Linked DNA regions of Macaca mulatta: region 2 is linked to region 1. The links are chromatin contacts, called in public Hi-C maps. All regions are on one chromosome and are shown on one strand. Each heading gives the region's core, a stretch centred on a gene start, on an enhancer-like site or on the middle of the called end of the contact. The rest is flanking DNA. Distances are from core to core; before and after follow the strand shown.

The links. Hi-C and Micro-C count contacts between places; a contact is called where the count stands out from the background.
Region 2: a contact with region 1 is called in a Hi-C map of fetal cortex germinal zone, with 2.5 times the contacts expected there. The contact joins the promoter of SKIL here to the promoter of PRKCI in region 1. A contact is called at or near these places in 2 of 14 Hi-C or Micro-C datasets (fetal cortex germinal zone and fetal cortical plate).

Annotation. Positions count from the first base shown.
Region 1 is chr2:81,937,354-81,942,176 of T2T-MMU8v2.0, forward strand. PRKCI (protein kinase C iota) reads left to right here and starts at 2,566. Exons shown (of 19, transcript XM_015131633.3): 1 at 2,566-2,912; 2 at 4,244-4,302. The coding sequence starts at 4,289.
Region 2 is chr2:82,069,965-82,074,787 of T2T-MMU8v2.0, forward strand. It overlaps SKIL (SKI like proto-oncogene), which reads left to right and starts at 2,741. Exons shown (of 7, transcript XM_077991676.1): 1 at 2,741-2,833; 2 at 4,774-4,823.

The DNA of each region.
Region 1 (4,823 bases), core at 1,316-3,815:
TTTTTTTTTGAGACGGAGTCTCTCTCCGTCGCCTAGGCTGAAGTGCAGTGGGGCAATCTCGGTTCACTGCAAGCTCCGCCTTCTGGGTTCACGTCATTCTCCTGCCTCAGCCTCCCACGTAGCTGGGACTACAGGTGCCTGCCACTGCGCCCGGCTAATTTTTGTATTTTTAGTAGAGACGGGGTTTCACCATGTTAGCCAGGATGGTCTCGATCTCCTGACCTTGTGATCCGCCTGTCTCAGCCTCCCAAAGTGCTGGGATTACAGGCGTGAGCCACCGTGCCCAGCCAAAGAAAAAAAAATTTTTTTTTTTAAAGATATACTGGCTGGGCACAGTGGCTCACATCTGTAATCACAGCACTTTGAGAGGCTAAGGCAGGCGCATCACCTGAGGTCAGGAGTTTGAGACCACCCTGGCCAACATGGCGAAACCCCGGCTCTACTAAAAATACAAAAATTAGCCAGGCATGGTGGTGTGTGCCTGTAATCCTAGCTACTCAGGAGGCTGAGGCAGGAGAATCGCTTGAACCTGGGAGGTGGAGGTTGCAGTGAGCTGAGATCATGCCACTGCACTCCAGCCTAGGCAACAGAATGAGACTCCATCTCAAAAAAAAAAAGATATACCATCTAAACAGCAACCTTAAGGGAGCTGTAGTGGCTATATTACTATCAGAAAAGATAGACTTTAAAACAAAAAAATGTTATTCAGGTATGGTGGAATGCACCTGTAGTCCCAGCTACTCAGGAGGCTGTGGTGGGAGGATTGCTTGAGTCAAGAAGTTTAAGACTGTAGTGTGCTATGAGCGCATTTGTGACTAGCCACTGCACTCCAGCCTAAGCATCATAGTGAGTCTCCATCTCTAAAAAAATGAAAACAAAAAATGCTTTCCCTGATAATCACAAGTAAAGCTCCATCTTTCAGAGAAAGAAAACTTATTTATACAGTGGTATTGATGCAAATTATCAATATGTACAGATTCTCATAGCTGACAAAGTAAGCAGTAAGCCTCCTCTGGAAACAATGGTCACCTTCAAAGCATGCTATGAGGTCAATGAAGAAGGATTTTTCAAAATGCTAAGGAATCATGATCAAGAACATTTTCCATGTCTTACCTTTCATTTCTCTATACATTTTCACTCCCTATATGACATAAATTTCTTTTTCTACAGCATTACAAATTTGTCACAAGCCTGCTAAATTTTCCACTAGAAATAACGTATATTCCATAGTTAATCCCTCTGTATTAAACATGCTGATGCAGGTCTCCAATTGGTGAAAACCTGATACCAAGTTTTCAATGGGATTTTTGTTTGTCTGTTTAAGAGATGGGGTCTCACCATGTTGCTCAGGCTGGCCTTGAACTCCTGGGCTCAAGTGATCCTCCTGCCTCAGCCTCTCAAAGGCTGGGACTACAGGCATGTAGCCCTTTGCCTGACTCAAGGGGAATTTTTAGTAAGAGTATATAATCCAAGTCTGTAGCAGTTGGAGGATGTCGTACCACGCTAAAATGTCACACATAACTGATGACTCAGTCCCCCAAGCCTATTTTATCATCGTAAAGAAAGCTATTTCTTTGATTATTCCAACTCGTTCAGCACCAGGACTGCTGTAGGGGCTGGATTCATGCTACCTGTAGTTGCAGTGTAAATTATGTGTCAGAGCCAACATCCTAGGAAAGTCAGAGACTAGGTTACAAGGACGATTCTTTCTAATCCTTGGTAAGCCAGTTTTTAACAGAATGAAATGCTCTTGGATTGACTGACTTGATTGGGCAAGTATTCATTATGCTCTTGTTCCATGCAAGGGCAGTCTACAAGGGCCTAGATATGGGGGCCCCCAAATAAGAAAAATCGGGTTTTCATCCTATCTTCTGGTTGACTTTCTTCCTTTATTATATTTGTTACATATGTTATTAAATTATTTCCATAAAAGAGGTTACGCTGAGCAGGTAACCAAATTCTTGTTCCCCAAAAAGACATGTATAATTTAGACGATTTATGCAATTAGAAGATGGGAGACTTAATCAGATAATAAAGTCTAGAACGTGAGAAAGCCCAGTCATTTCCAGGACCTTCAGATGCCCAAGCTGGATCCAGGTTTTCCACCCCAACAGCTCCAGGGAGCACGCTGGAGAGAGAGACTTCACCAACGGGAAGGCGCGCAACCCTACGCGCAAGGAACCTCAAGTCCCAGAATGCCATGAGGACTCCAAATCCCAGAAACCTGCACGCAAATCTATCCCGGGTGCCAAGTCGGCCGACCGCAGGCGTGACCAAGTTGCGAGGCTAGGGTGAGGTGTCGTAGAATTTGTCCCTACCATTGTTCCTCCAGGGAAGAGACTTTAGTGATCTAGAGCTGGTCATTGTCTCTTTCACAGCTCGCGTGAAAGCACCCCTCCTGGCCTGTTTGATGCCATAAGCAGCGTCTCCCATTCCCTCTGTCTCCTTTCTCTGCCCCCGTAAGGATGGTTCAGCCCGGCATTGAGGCTCCTTGAGCTGGCTAGATGGTTGCGCCCGCCCTACCCCGGAATGTGGGCCTTTGGAGCGAGCGAAGTGGGAGGGACCGACGCAGGAGGTGTCCTGGGCCCGGGCGGCTGTAGAGGCGGCGGCGCCTACGGGGAGTGGGAGGAGCCGCGCGGTTCCGGCTGCTCCGGCGAGGCGACCCTTGGGTCGGCGCTGCGGGCGAGGTGGGCAGGTAGGTGGGCTGACGGCCGCGGCTCTCCGACAGGCGCGGGCGGCGGAGTCCCCCACGGGGTCCGGAGCGCCCCCCCGCACCCCCGGCCTCCAGTGTTGAGGCGGGGGAGTGAGGAGATGCCGACTCAGAGGGACAGCAGCACCATGTCCCACACGGTCGCAGGCGGCGGCAGCGGGGACCATTCCCACCAGGTCCGGGTGAAAGCCTACTACCGCGGGTGAGTGTCCTGGGGCAGGGCGCGTGGGCGGGAGGGGACAGGCCGGCTCCACTCGGCATGGAGGAGGGGAGGGTGAGGGGCTGGAGGTGTTGTAGGCGGGTTGGGCTGGGCGGGCGGGCGGCTCCGGTGACTCAGGGCGAATGACGAAGTGATGGGGGTGGGGGCGAAGCAAGGGGACGCAGGACTGGAGGGGTACCCAGGTATGGCAGTGCGGGGACCCAAGGGGCCAGAGTAGGGTCCGAGGAGGAACCTAAGGGATAGAGTAGGTGCACCTGGTGTGGACGAGAGACTCGTCTACTGAGAGCTTTGTAGTGGCCTTGCATCCTTAAGTCTGGGTGTATTTGGGGTTGCGAGTTGAGGATTCCAAGCGGTGCTTTAGTTAACTCTGTTTGCTGTGGGGATAGAAAACGGGACTACTTCAGTTAGCTGGCCGTTTTGATTACCAGCAGGCCTAACGCCTCTTGTTCTCTTAGATATATCTTCATCCCCGTTGTGTTCACGTAGTGTATCTGCACTGCCAGTATATTAGACATAGGGGTTGTATTTAAGAATCAAGTCGATGCGTTTTCAGGGACGTGCAGTGGGTACTTATGTCTCGTCAAGATTAAGTTGCATGTGTGTAAATCAAAATTTTGTGAGCCTTTCTTTCTCGGTGTTGTTTGAACGACTACCCGATAGGGTGAGATACTGCAAAGTGCGACTAGCCTAGTTGCAGTTTTAAATTCTCTGATCTTCACTCTTACTATGGTTACAAGAAAAAACCCAGTTCTGAGTTCATTGTGTTAAATCATTTTCTGTCAGTGACGCAAAGTGTCCCCTTCCTTTAAATACAGTTGTGGTTTGAATTTTTTTTTTTTTTTTTGAGATAATTATGTTTAGGAGCATTAGAAATGTGAAATGTTAGTGTGACCATAAAGGTTTGAGACTGAGAAGTCACAAAAAACCCAGCTACTTTGACTTGCCTTACTGCTTGTCCAGGTAGAAGTAAATTGCTTTAAAAAACTCAAGCAGTGGTAGGTTGAAATTGTAGTGCATACTTTTACATTCCTGAGAGGATCAGTGAAGATAGCAAACTCTCAAACTGCCTCTCTTGTTTTGATTTCAAAGAAAATCTAAGCCCCTAAATGTTGTGTTGATTTGATGTAAGGACTTACTAGTTTGCTGCCATGAAGCCTCTGGCCTCTGTTTATTGTTAGCCTGACTGTATGCAGGAGTAGTTTATTGGAGTTATATAGGACAGTATGATACCTTTGTGTTTAAACAGGTAAAATTGAATAAGGAGATTTTGATTTTAAATCAGTACCAAGAAATCTGTGTATGTTTTTTTAAAGTTTGTAGTTGTCACAAGAACTGTTTTGACTTGAGGATGGTCAGCCATGAACTTTGCAAGGTGAGAAAAAAGCTTCCTTTGCTTTTTTTAAAAACCCTTACTTGTAATTTGATGAATGAGATGTTTCACTTTATTTTATTTTGTTTTTGTTTGTTGGTTTTTGAGACAGGGTCTTACCCTGTTACCCATGCTGGAGTGCAGTGGCATGATCTTGGCTCACTGCACCCTCTGCCTCCTGGGTTCAAGCAGTTCACTTGCCTTAGCCTCCCCAGTAGCTGGTATTACAGGCATGCGCCACCACACCGGGCTAATTTTTGTGTTTTTAGTAGAGACAGGGTTTCATCATGTTGGCCAGGCTTGTCTTGATCTCCTGGCCTCAAATGATGCGCTCGCCTTGGCCTCCCAAAGTGCTGGGATTACAGGCATGAGCCACTGCGCCTGGCCCTAAGGCTTTCAGTACATTCTTGGCTTATTAAATTGAGATCATCTTCTCCAATGAGTCTATGAAAGGTAAGAAATTAGTGCTTCTTTCTATTTTCCCATTTATATTAGTTTGACACATGTAAATAGGCCTAGTTAGT
Region 2 (4,823 bases), core at 1,491-3,990, 130 kb after region 1:
TTAATGGAAGAAGATGAAACAATAGGTAGTCTCTACCCCAATCATTTGAAATTCTCATGCGCAGGCAAGCACGCTCTCATGGTGGTCTTGCTCAACTCCTGCTGGTAGCCAAGAAGGTGAGGTGGGAGGTCATGCAAAATCCACCTAATAACTATTTGTCGACCAATCCTTAATTGACTTTTCGACACTGATGAAGACCAAGAGCCTGTGGAATTACAAAATTCATTACCTCGCAGTGCCTATTTTTTCTAAGGCCTGCATTTTCTGTGTCTGTGCAATTCTGTATTTGTAATAAAGAACCATTATCATTTCTTTTCAATGTCGTATGATACAATCAATTTTACTGATAAGTTCTGAAAATCCTTAAGTAGGCCTGCAAAAATGTGGCTTCCTGTGAGCCTCCCTATCTGCCTCAGATCTATGTATAAATGGACCCCGTTCAGTTTCACTTGCTTTCAAACACGTACCTTTGAGGTTTGGGAATTCAAGGGCAAAGTGATTTTAATTTGATGCATTTTGTACTTTGACCAATAAGGGAAAAATAAATGCCCTCAATTTTGATTGGTTCTAGTCATACTTGCCGGTCACTATTTGTCAAACCATTGCACAGAATATCACAGGCATGAAAGATCTCTCAAAAACAGATTTCTGAGGAATGCAAATAAACAGAATGGGGAGGCGGATTAATGTGTTTGATTTCTCAAAAGTCTATTTACTGTCCAATTTATCTTGGTTCTTGGACATGCTAGCAAGTAATTATTCTTATGGCTGGTAAAATGACTACTAAACATTTATTAATAATTGCAGTTTCAGAATTACTTTTTTTTTTTTTTTTTTTATTAAGCAGTCATGTGGGTTTCTAAAAATTGTTCCTTCTGGCTAGACACAGGAGCCAGGTGCTGAGTTGACCTGGTGCGAAGTTTCAGGATTGTCCAGTCTTCACAGCAGATCTTCAGCCAGGCCTTCTGAATATTCTCACAGTTACAAAATCTATCCCCCCAGACTCGCAGATGCTGTTTTTCCCCCACTGGCTCTGCACAGAACATCATTATCTTTGCCAAGCTTCTGTCTCTATGGCAATAACAGATGGGAAGTGCTGTGGAATTATTCATGTTCAGGAAAGGAGGCAGTCAAGAAGGAAGAAAAGGGGGGCGGGGTGGAGAGGGGGCACGACCTGGGAGCTCGGCGGTGGGGGCCTAAGGAAGGGAACTTGGGTGGAGGTGCAGCGAGTGGTGGGGATTGGGAGGCTTGTGAGCCTTTCGGAGGCCTGTTGTGAGGAAATAATAATAAAAAAAATATACGAGCACAAGTATTTCCAGCCGGCCGACTCCAAATGTGGGCCCCCATAGGAATAACTCGAGGCAGTAAAACTAGAAGAAATTGGACGAAAATGGGGGAAAAAAAGGGACAAAGCTCGAGTCTCCTGAATTCTGTGCACTGCTACTCGGTGGACTATTTCAGTTCCCGATCTTGTGGTGGGGTGGAGAAAAGGGGATTTCTTGGTGTTTCGAAATGTGACGGAGCAGCTCTGCAGAGTTCAATATGCTAATCGGCTACCCTGGGAACCAGGAAGACCACCCTACACGCCTCAGAGGGTCACAGCCGGAAAGCTCTTGAGTCCTATATTCCCAACCTCGTCTCGTCACTCTCCAAAAAAAAAAAAGAAAAAGGCCTCAGTAAACACTGTAAAAACCTGTAATTTATAGCTCCCTTCTGGAACCGAGAGAGCAGCCTGGTGGGGTGGAGGCAGGAGGCTGGGGAGCAGGGATAGAAATGTTTGCTCTCGGTTTTGCCAGAACTTTGGCCACCCCTCCCGCCCGACCCGATGGCGGATGGAGGTCAGCCAGGGGAAGGCGTCTGGGTGGAGGCCGCTCGGGCGAGGCCGGGGCCGCCGGGGCGGGGCGGAGCGCCGGCAGCTGGCTGGGCGGCCCTTGGGCAGGAGGCCCCGAGGGGGCGAGGGGCAGCCCAGGAGGGAGGTCCCGCGGGGGCGGGGAGCAGAGCCGGCCCCCGGGGCCCTGCAGGGCGGCCGCCGCCCGGCTGCCTCCGGGGCGGGGCGGCCCAGCTGCGGCCCAGCAGGGGGAGGGTCGCCCGTGCCTGACCTCGGGCGGCGGCGCTCTGCCGGGCGAGCACTGCCTCCGCCCTGCCGGCTGCTGGGGTCGCGCACAGTGCACGGCGTGGCTGCCCTGCCCCCTCTTCCCCGCTGCGCGGCGTCCGAGCGGCCAGGGCGCCCCCGGGTCTGGCCCATCACCACAGAGCGGCGGGTGGGGCGGGGGCGGGGCGGTGGCCCCAGACAGCCGGCTGGGCGACTAAAGGAAGGAAGGAAGGAGGGAGGGCGGCGGTGAGGGTGGGGTGGGGAGGGAACATCCTGTCTGCGCCGGGTGCACCGCAGACAGCGCCGCGCGCCAGCCGCCCAGACGGCGCGCGGGGCCAGAAGCGCCGGGCGCGCGCCTGGGGGGAGGGGCACGCGCGCGAGACGACTGGGCCGGGGGGTGCCCTGAGGAGCTACAATAGGCCAGACGGCGCGCGCGTCCCCGAGGGGGTCGGGAGCCGCGAAGTGGCGGCGGCGGCGGCGGAGACGCCGGCGGTCCCGCGCGCGCGGCGCCGCCGCTGGCTTCGTTCCCTTCCCCTCCCCCTCCCCGCCGCCCTCGCTCTCCCCCGGGCGGCCGGAGACGGCGGCGGCGTCTGCGGGAAGCCGTGTGTCTCCGCAGTGACGTGGGCGGGCCGAGGACTCGGTGACGTCAGAGGGCTGTGTGTAGCGATGTGTGTGGGGTTCGGAGCGGCGCCGGCACAGCCGAAGGGAGCGGGCGAGCGGCGACGGCGGCGGCGGGCACAGGTGCGGCTCCGGCTCACGGCTGGGACGCGGCGGAGGCGGCGGGAGGCCAGAGGCGCTCACCCTCCTGGGAGCCCGACGGTGGCGACAGGGGCGGTGGGGAGTTCACAAAGCTCGTGGAGCTTCCCGGGCACCGAGGCCCGAGTAGGGGGTTTGGATGCGCGGGTCCCGGGGGGGGGGTCGGGGCCAGAGGGGGTCGCTAGGCGCGTGTCCCACAGCTGATCACGCTTCGTTGGCCCCAGGCGGTGGGCGCGGGCAGGGCAGGGCGCTGCACTTGACGGGAGCCGCGGGGACCCCGGAGACCCGGACGCCCGTCACCGCCCCCCTCCCCCACTCCAGCAGCGCTCCGCGGGGATGCCCTGGTCTCGACCCGGTCCGTCAGCCCCCGGCGGCGCGGGGATCCGCTCTCGGCGCCTGAACTGCCCCAATGCCCTCTTCGTTCTGGCCCGGGGCTGGCGGGGGGAGGTGCACCATTAGGGTCGCTGAGGTGACACCCGAGAACTTCCCAGGGAGTGGGCGCGCGGAGGGGGGGGGATTTCCACAGTCCTTCCCGCGGCCCCCGCGGGGGGGCGGTGTTGGGAGGGCACTTGGGGTTATCCCAGGCTCGCGGGTGGGGGTGGGGGGACTCCTCCCTTTACTTCCCTCCGCCCCCTTGCACACCCACCCCCAGGCTTCCCGTGTCCCTTGTTCTCCCCCTCTTCGGGTTAGAGATAGGTGGGTGGCTTTGAGTGGGCGGAGGACTTCAGGGTTTTAGGGGCTCCCGCATTCTAGGGCATGCCTCTTGCCCTCTTCCTTGGCCTGTGTTGACTGAGGTGTGTTCTCGTGGTGGACAAAAATCTGTACGATGGTTGGTGGCATTGGTCCTTAATCCTTTGGGTCTGTTTTAAGGTAAATTGCTGAGAGTTTGGGAAGTAAAAATTTCTATTTATTGGATTTATTTTGGGTTTTCTCTCAAGAAGGAAGTAGAAGAGTCTTTTCTTTTCCCCTCTTCCTCCATTTGCATTCTTTGTGAGGTTTGTCTGCCTTGTGCTTTTTGTCCCGGATTAGTCTTGTTCAAGGTTGGAGATTCCCAGGTGTGGAGTCTATAGCTTTTGGCTTCCATTAAGTAAAATCGCTAACCTTTTAAAGAGAGAGTTAATTTTTGTCTACAGTTATTTCAGAAAATTAGTGTACATGGACTAGCTGAATTAATTCACTTAAAATTGTAACTTGGTTACATATGGTAGATATGTTAACTCCTATCTGATTTTTTTGGATGAAACTGTTTTTTTTTTTTTTTTTTTAAATAGGAGATGAAGTAATGGATTTTTTTCCTCCCTTAAAATGGCATAACTGAGAAAGCCTCTGGTACTGATTGAGATGATCTGTTTAAGAGTCTTCATGTTCTGAACTCGAATGGCCTTTTGTGTTGTATTATTGCTAGCTTTCTCCAACTCCAAATTGCTTTCCTATTTAAATGAATGTTCTTCTAGTAAACTGGTGTTAGATTTAAAGAAATCACTCAAGCTTCACCTTTGGTAAAGTGAACTCAGTTTAAGATTGAGCAACTGGTTTCGGCCGGGTGCGGTGTCTCACACCTGTATTTCCCGCACTTTGGGAGACCCAGGTGGGAGGATCACCTGTGGTCTGGAGTTCCAGACCAGCCTGACCAATATGGTGAAACCCCGACTCAACTAAAAATACTAAAAAATTAGCTGGGCGTCGTGGCTTGCGCCTGTAGTCCCAGCTACTCGGGAGGCTGAGACAGGAAAATTGCTTGAACCCGGGAGGCGGAGGTTGCAGTAAGCCGAGATCACTGCACTCCAGCCTGGGTGACAGAGCGGGACTCCGTTAAAAAAAAAAAAAAAAAAAAAAAAAAAACCAACTGGTTTTAAACTGGCCCCGTTTGGCCTCTGAAGCAAATTCAAATGTAACTGTTCCCCCACCCCCTTCTCTTCTTCCAGATTAATTAAAAGAAGAATGAACTATAATCCTTGAAGATAACTGGGCAGTT